Linked DNA regions of Ovis aries: region 1 is linked to region 2. A link is a contact called in public Hi-C data. All regions are on one chromosome and are shown on one strand. The core of a region is the stretch at or near the end of the contact, and the rest is flanking DNA. Distances in the headings are between cores, read along the strand shown.

The links. A called contact is a pair of places that touch in the nucleus more often than the background predicts.
Region 1: a Hi-C map of omental adipose tissue shows a contact between it and region 2, with 2.0 times the contacts expected there. The contact joins the enhancer-like site here to the promoter of MRGPRG in region 2. A contact is called at or near these places in 3 of 16 Hi-C or Micro-C datasets (blood, mixed tissues and omental adipose tissue).

The regions. Positions count from the first base shown.
Region 1 is chr21:44,853,213-44,856,223 of ARS-UI_Ramb_v3.0, forward strand. All of the region lies in intron 1 of OSBPL5 (oxysterol binding protein like 5), which reads left to right. Among named protein-coding and RNA genes, the nearest start is that of OSBPL5, 26 kb to the left of the region's middle. Within about 2 kb of position 1,664, at least 14 of the 54 cell types and tissues checked have an H3K27ac peak or open chromatin away from gene starts, as enhancers often do.
Region 2 is chr21:44,787,926-44,790,937 of ARS-UI_Ramb_v3.0, forward strand. MRGPRG (MAS related GPR family member G) reads left to right here and starts at 1,530. Exons shown (of 2, transcript XM_042238171.1): 1 at 1,530-1,566.

The DNA.
Region 1 (3,011 bases), core at 414-2,913, 65 kb after region 2:
CTTCAGCATCAGTCCTTCCGATGAATATTCAGAATTGATTTCCTTTAGGATGGACTGGTTTCATCTCTTTGCAGTCCAAGGGACTCTCAAGAGTCTTCTCCAACACCGCAGTTCAAGAGCATCAATTCTTCGGCGCTCTCACATTCTTAAAGGCAAAAAGTGGCTTCTGTAGTGTTTTCTTTTTTTTTTTTAATTTCAGGTTTTTAAAACTTGAAATACAGTTGATTTACAATGTTGTGTTAGTGTCAGAGGAACATCAAAAAGATTGTTATACAGATACTCTTCTACAGATTCTTTTGCATTATAGGTTATTCTGAGACACTGGGCATAGATCCCTGTGCTACACAGTAGGTCCTTGTTGTTTATTTGCTTTATATATAGTAGTTTGTATCTGTTAATCCCAAACTTCTCGTTTCTCCCTCCCCATTCCCCCTTTGGTAACCATAGGTTTGTTTTCTATTAGTTATAGTATGTGCTGTACATAGCTGGTTCTTAGCTAAGGGTCGGACACGACTGAGCGACTCCACTTTCACTTATCACTTTCATGCATTGGAGAAGGAAATGGCAACCCACTCCAATGTTCCTGCCTGGAGAATCCCAGGGACGGGGGAGCCTGGTGGGCTGCCGTCTGTGGGGTCGCACAGAGTCGGACGTGACTGAAGCGACTCAGCAGCAGCAGCAGGATGAAAGGGAAAGTCGCCCAGTTGTGTCCGACTCTTTGCGACCCCATGGACTAACTATACAGTCCAGTCCATGGGATTCTCCAGGCAAGAATACTGGAGTGGGTTGCCTTTCCATTCTCCAGAGGCTCTTCCCAACCCAGGGACTGAACCCAGGTCTCCCGCGTTGCAGGCGGGTTCTTTACCAGCTGAGTCACAAGGGAAGTACATAGTTGGTTCTTGGCATAAGCTCAGCTTTTTAACCCAGACCTCTGATCACGCTTCTCTGTCTCCGCCCTCCGGGGCTGCCTCAAATAGAAAGGGGGCAGCCGCATGCCGGGCTGCACGTCCGACGGAGTGTGGGAGGCAGGGAAGGGGGTTCGTCAAGACCCGACGCCGTTTTCCTGCACAGGGTGCAGACTGCTTCTGCCTGCAGAAGCCGTGGCCGTGGCTGATTCTGGGAAAAAACCGGAGCATAATTACCCGTCCGAATGCTCAGGGCCGTTGTGCAGACCAGCCGAGGTGCCGGCTGTGGCCCACATGTGCATGTCTGACTCACGTTCCTGTTCCGTGGCAGTGGTGGCATTCAGGTCACTCTGGTTCCTCCCAGCTCCGTTGGGGTCCTGCCTCCCAGCCCCCTGGTGTGTCCAGCATTTCAAGTCACCAGCCACACTCAGGCATGAGGTCACTTGGGGGCCCACATCCACCTGCTGCTTCCAATGCTGGACTGAGAGTGGGCAGGTCCAGACCTCAACCCGGTCTCCTGCCCTTGGCTCTCTCCGCGCCGCCCCAGAGCCCCAGCCCCAGGATGCAGTGTGCATCTGAAAATCAAGCCCTCAGTGGGACCTGCAGGCAGGGTCGCGGCAGGACAGGCTGGGATCGGACCTGCAGCGGGGTCCACGTCGGAACAGGCCACAGTGGGCCCCACTCTCTAGAGCTGGGCGGGTCAGCTCTGCCACAGAGGACGTGCACGTGGGCTGCACTGGCTGCTCCAGTTGGCCCAGTGTCGGTCAGGAGGCCACGTGGGCGGGTGCCAGGACCCGGCCCTGCCCATGGCCACATGACCCGGCTGAGTCAGCTGGGAACACCCAGGCAAGGCCCTGCCGACCCTTCAGCAGGGCAGGCCACTTCCGGCCCCTCTCCCCGGGGCTCAGCCGCTCCAAGGCAGCCTGTCTGGGAAACGTCTCCCTGGGGGAGGCCGGGCTCCCACCCCATCCCTCGGGATCCTGCCTGCCCCCCTGGTTTCTATCCCTGCCCTCAGCCATCTCTGAGGTACAAGGGGGCAGGGGGCTTGAAGCTGTGCCGCCTTGAGGGGACCTTGGCCCAGTCTGAGCCTTTGGACTTCACACGGCACTTTCCCCTCCTGGGACCTTGGTTTCTGTGCGTTTAAAATCGGGTCATGAGATCCACTCCCCTCATCCCTCAGGTGCCATGAGAATCGCATTGCGTGGGACAGCGTTTGTGAAAGGGCCCAGGGCCCTCGGAGGGCCTGTCCGCAGCACAGGGTCTGCAGGAGCCCCGAGTCCAGAGTTCTGAACACTGGTCTGCTGTGTCGGGGAGCTACCCCATGTTCCCATGGGAGCGGCTCAGGCTGCCCAGTTTGAGCCCCAAATGCTGGGACCAGCCAGGGGACAGTAGGCAGGGTGTGTTTCTGGACCTTTATGAGGCTCCTCTTGGCAGGGACCCCATGGTCGCCGGCCTTGGGACCGCAGCAAATTTCTGGAATGCAGATGTGTGGTGTGGACACGGCGGCCAGCATCCTTTCCCTGACGACTGCCACCCTTCCCTGGGATCTGCTGCCCCTCCATTGGGTGTGCAGACAGAGAGCCAAGCAGGCGGCCTTCATCCTCGAGCTCATCTGTGACTGGGGGCATTTCACCCCTCACCTTTCATAATCATTCGGTTCAAGCAGAAGTGGGTGCAGTGTGAGCGTGGGCACGTTGTGGTATGGGGACCAGGCTGTGCGTGCCTGCTTCTGCCACCTCCACCGATTCATGGAGAGCCCCCAGCGGCCCCAGCCGCCTCTCCACTGCCCAGGAACACCTCCCCTGCTTCCACCAGCACAACTGGGCCGGCGTGACCCTGGGCCAGCGCTGGGAATGCTAACCAGGCAGCTGCAGGCACCCTGGGTTGGCCTGTCAGCCTCTCCAGGAGACTTTGTCACCTCCATTCAGAGCAACCCTCCCCTTCACAAATAGGGACCTAACGGAGACCATGCAGACATTGCAGGCAAGGTGGGATACCCCCACCACCACTTCTGTGCCGCCAAGTGGGATGTGGAGCAAGCCCGGGGTTCTGTGGGATTCCTTCTCAGAGCCTCAGCCCTTCCCACCTCCCCAGGCCACTGTGGCC
Region 2 (3,012 bases), core at 280-2,779:
CCCGCGGGGGCTGGGGACCGGGGCCCTGCCAGGAGTCACAGGCCAGAACCCTTGCTCCACAGGCCGCGCCTCTGCTACCGAAATGAGTTCAGAGCCAAACCCTCGAACTGGGAAATATCAGGACATGAACTGGGAGACCGGGACCCACGCTGCATAAAACAGGTAGCTATCGAGAACTTGTTATCCAGCACAGAGAGCCCTACCCACTGCTCTGCGGCGACCTGAATGGGAAGAAGTACAAAAAAGAGGGGACAGGACTTCCCTGGGGGTCCAGGGGCTAAGAATCCGCCTGCCAGTGCAGAGGGTATGGGTTTGATCCCCCTCGGGGAAGATCCCATGTGCCCCAGAGCAGCTAAGCCTGCGCGCCTCAGCTCCTGAAGCCTCAAGTCCTGAAATTCGTGCTGAAGAGGCTCCGCAACCACAGCGCAGCCCTCACTCGCTGAGACTGGGAGGACGTTCTCGCAGCAGCAAAGACCCAGAGCAGCCAAAAATAAATAAATAAATACAATTTTTTTAATAAAGAGAAGGGATACGCATAGAAACATAGCTGATTCGCCTTGCTTTTCAACGGAAACTAACACAGCACTCTAAAGCGACAAAGAGAACGCGTCAGTCACTCAGTCATGTTTGATTCTGCCGCCCCGTGGACGGTAGCCCGCCAGGCTCCTCTGTCCATGGGATTCTCCAGGCAGCAATACTAGAGTGGGTAGCCGTTTCCTTCTCCACAGGATCTTCCCGATCCAGGGACTGAACCTGGGTCTCCCGCACTGCAGGCAGATTTTTTACTGTCTGAGCTACTGTAAAGCAACTATACCTCATTAAAAAATTATTTTAAAAAAAAAGAAAAAAAATGTTAGGACAAACAGCATCTCTACACGTGACTTCTGACTTGCGCTCTGAGTCCCCAGGGCCGCAGAGCAGCCCATGGAAAAGGCGAGTTTTTGGCAGGACCAGCTCAGGACATGAAGCTTGGACAAGTATTTTAACCCCTAAGGGTCAGTGGGCAGCTGGGACCTGTGGGTGTGAGGCTGGCAAGTGGACAGTCGGGACGGGTCCTTGAGAAAGGGACCAATATCTGCAGGCCCAGACCACTCCCTCACCACAGTGGGGTCCAGCCCTAGGCCGGGCATGAGCTGTCAGGGAATGGTCAGGCCATGGAGAGGGACACTGAGGCCTGGGGGGGTTTTAGGTCCTTGCACCCAGGCCACACGGCCAGGCTCCTGCCTCACTGCCTGTCTCCCACACATCAGGGGACAGAGGAGCTGGCTCAGCCTGAGGAGCACCCCCCAGATGTGAGGTCCAGCCCCCACTGGAAGGGGGGCCCCAGGAGGCCACTCCCCGCTGTCCACATGCCTCATATGCTGAGGAGGAAGGGCAGGGCTGGCCCACACGAGGACATCGCTGTCTGAGCTCATCCTGTGGATGGGAGGGAGGGCCCCTCCCACTTCCAAGAAACTGGCTGGGAGCCCGGGTCCAGCCAGTTGGGCCCCGGGGACACGGGAGGATTTAGGGCCCGGGAGGAGCCCTGGGCAGTGGTGAGCAGCTGAGAGGCGCCCCGGTCAGCAGGTGAGAAGCCTTGGGGCCCCTGCACCCAGCCCACCTGCTCCCCACTGCGTGGGTCTGGACTCCCCTGAGTACTTTCGGGCTCCTGTGGGCCTGGGAGCTGGGGTGAGGACGGGGAAGCAGACGGTGGGCGCGTCATTTATAAGCCGGGACCCTGGGCCCTCGTTTGTATGTACCGGGAAGGTGTGCCTGTTCTGAGAGCCGGCAGGACAGCCGTCCAGGTAGCCCCTCCACTCCTCCTCACCCCCTGACGGGGCCAGAGCCCTGCTCCCAGCACTGGCCCTCACCCTCCACCCGGCTCAGCCCCTGGGGTCCCTCAGGGAGACCGAGGCCCCGAAGACAGCTCAGCACAGTCCACGACCCCACGACCCCAGAGTCCAGCCCAGCTCTCTGGGTCCCCCGACACCACCAAGCGTGCCCGTGCCCCACTCAGGGAGATCCTGTGAGGGGTAAAGACGAGAGACTCCTACCCACCCCGCTAAGCCCCGCTCCTGGGCGCAAGGACAGCCACACAGAAGGGGTGGGCGAGGACCCTGGGCTGGGAGGCTGGGAGGGTCCAAGGGGGCTGCAGAAGTTTCCAGGGCCCTAAAGGAGGCAGACCTGGGTAACGGGGTGTGGGGGGAGGTGAGGCTGGTCCAGGCAGAGGCGCAGCCCAGCCAGGGGGCACCTGGGGAGACCCCGAGGTTGGGAGGCGGGCTGTCCGCCCCCACCGAGTCTCTGGGTGTCTCTGTGTCCCTCTTGGTCTCTCTCTCACTCTCTGGGTGTGTGTCTGTCTCCCCCCGCCTGGCTCCCTGACCCCTCACTCTAGGCTGACAGCCGCTGCGAGGCTGAGAACAAAGGCGTGGACTCTGCAGGGAGGGGGCAGGGGGAAGGGCACCTCCGAGACCCCGCCATTGGGGTCTGCCTCCCCTGTTCCGGGATGGAGTCTCTCCCCTGGGACCGGAACAGGACGCGCCCTCCCGCTGCCCCTAAGGGGCTGGCAGCAGACACTCGCACCGGTTTCCCTGAGGACCCGGGCATCACCGCCTCCCCAAGGTTGCGAGGCTTCGGAGCTGCACACGGCCGACCCGCCTGCAGCGGGAGGAGCCGGCTGAACGCCTGCCCGGTCCGGAGAGCCAGGGAGGCTGGGGGTGTCCTCTGCCTTCTCTCATCCTCCCAGCCTCCCACCGCCCCCACAGTACGGCTCCCGCCCCCGCCCCCCGCTGCCCACCCTCCACGACCAGCACAGGACTGAGCATGCTCATGGCTACTGCTGGTCTCCACCCGGCTGACCCTCTGGGACTGGGGTCCGGCAGGAGCGTAGCCCAGCCTCTCCCCACATGGAGTCCTTGAGCCGTGTCCACACGGGCGCCCCCTTTGCCTCGAGTCCTGTCCAGTCGATGCCGACTGACCTCTGCAACAACGTTGGTACCCGGCCTTCTCACCCGATCTTTGTGCATTTAGTCTAAC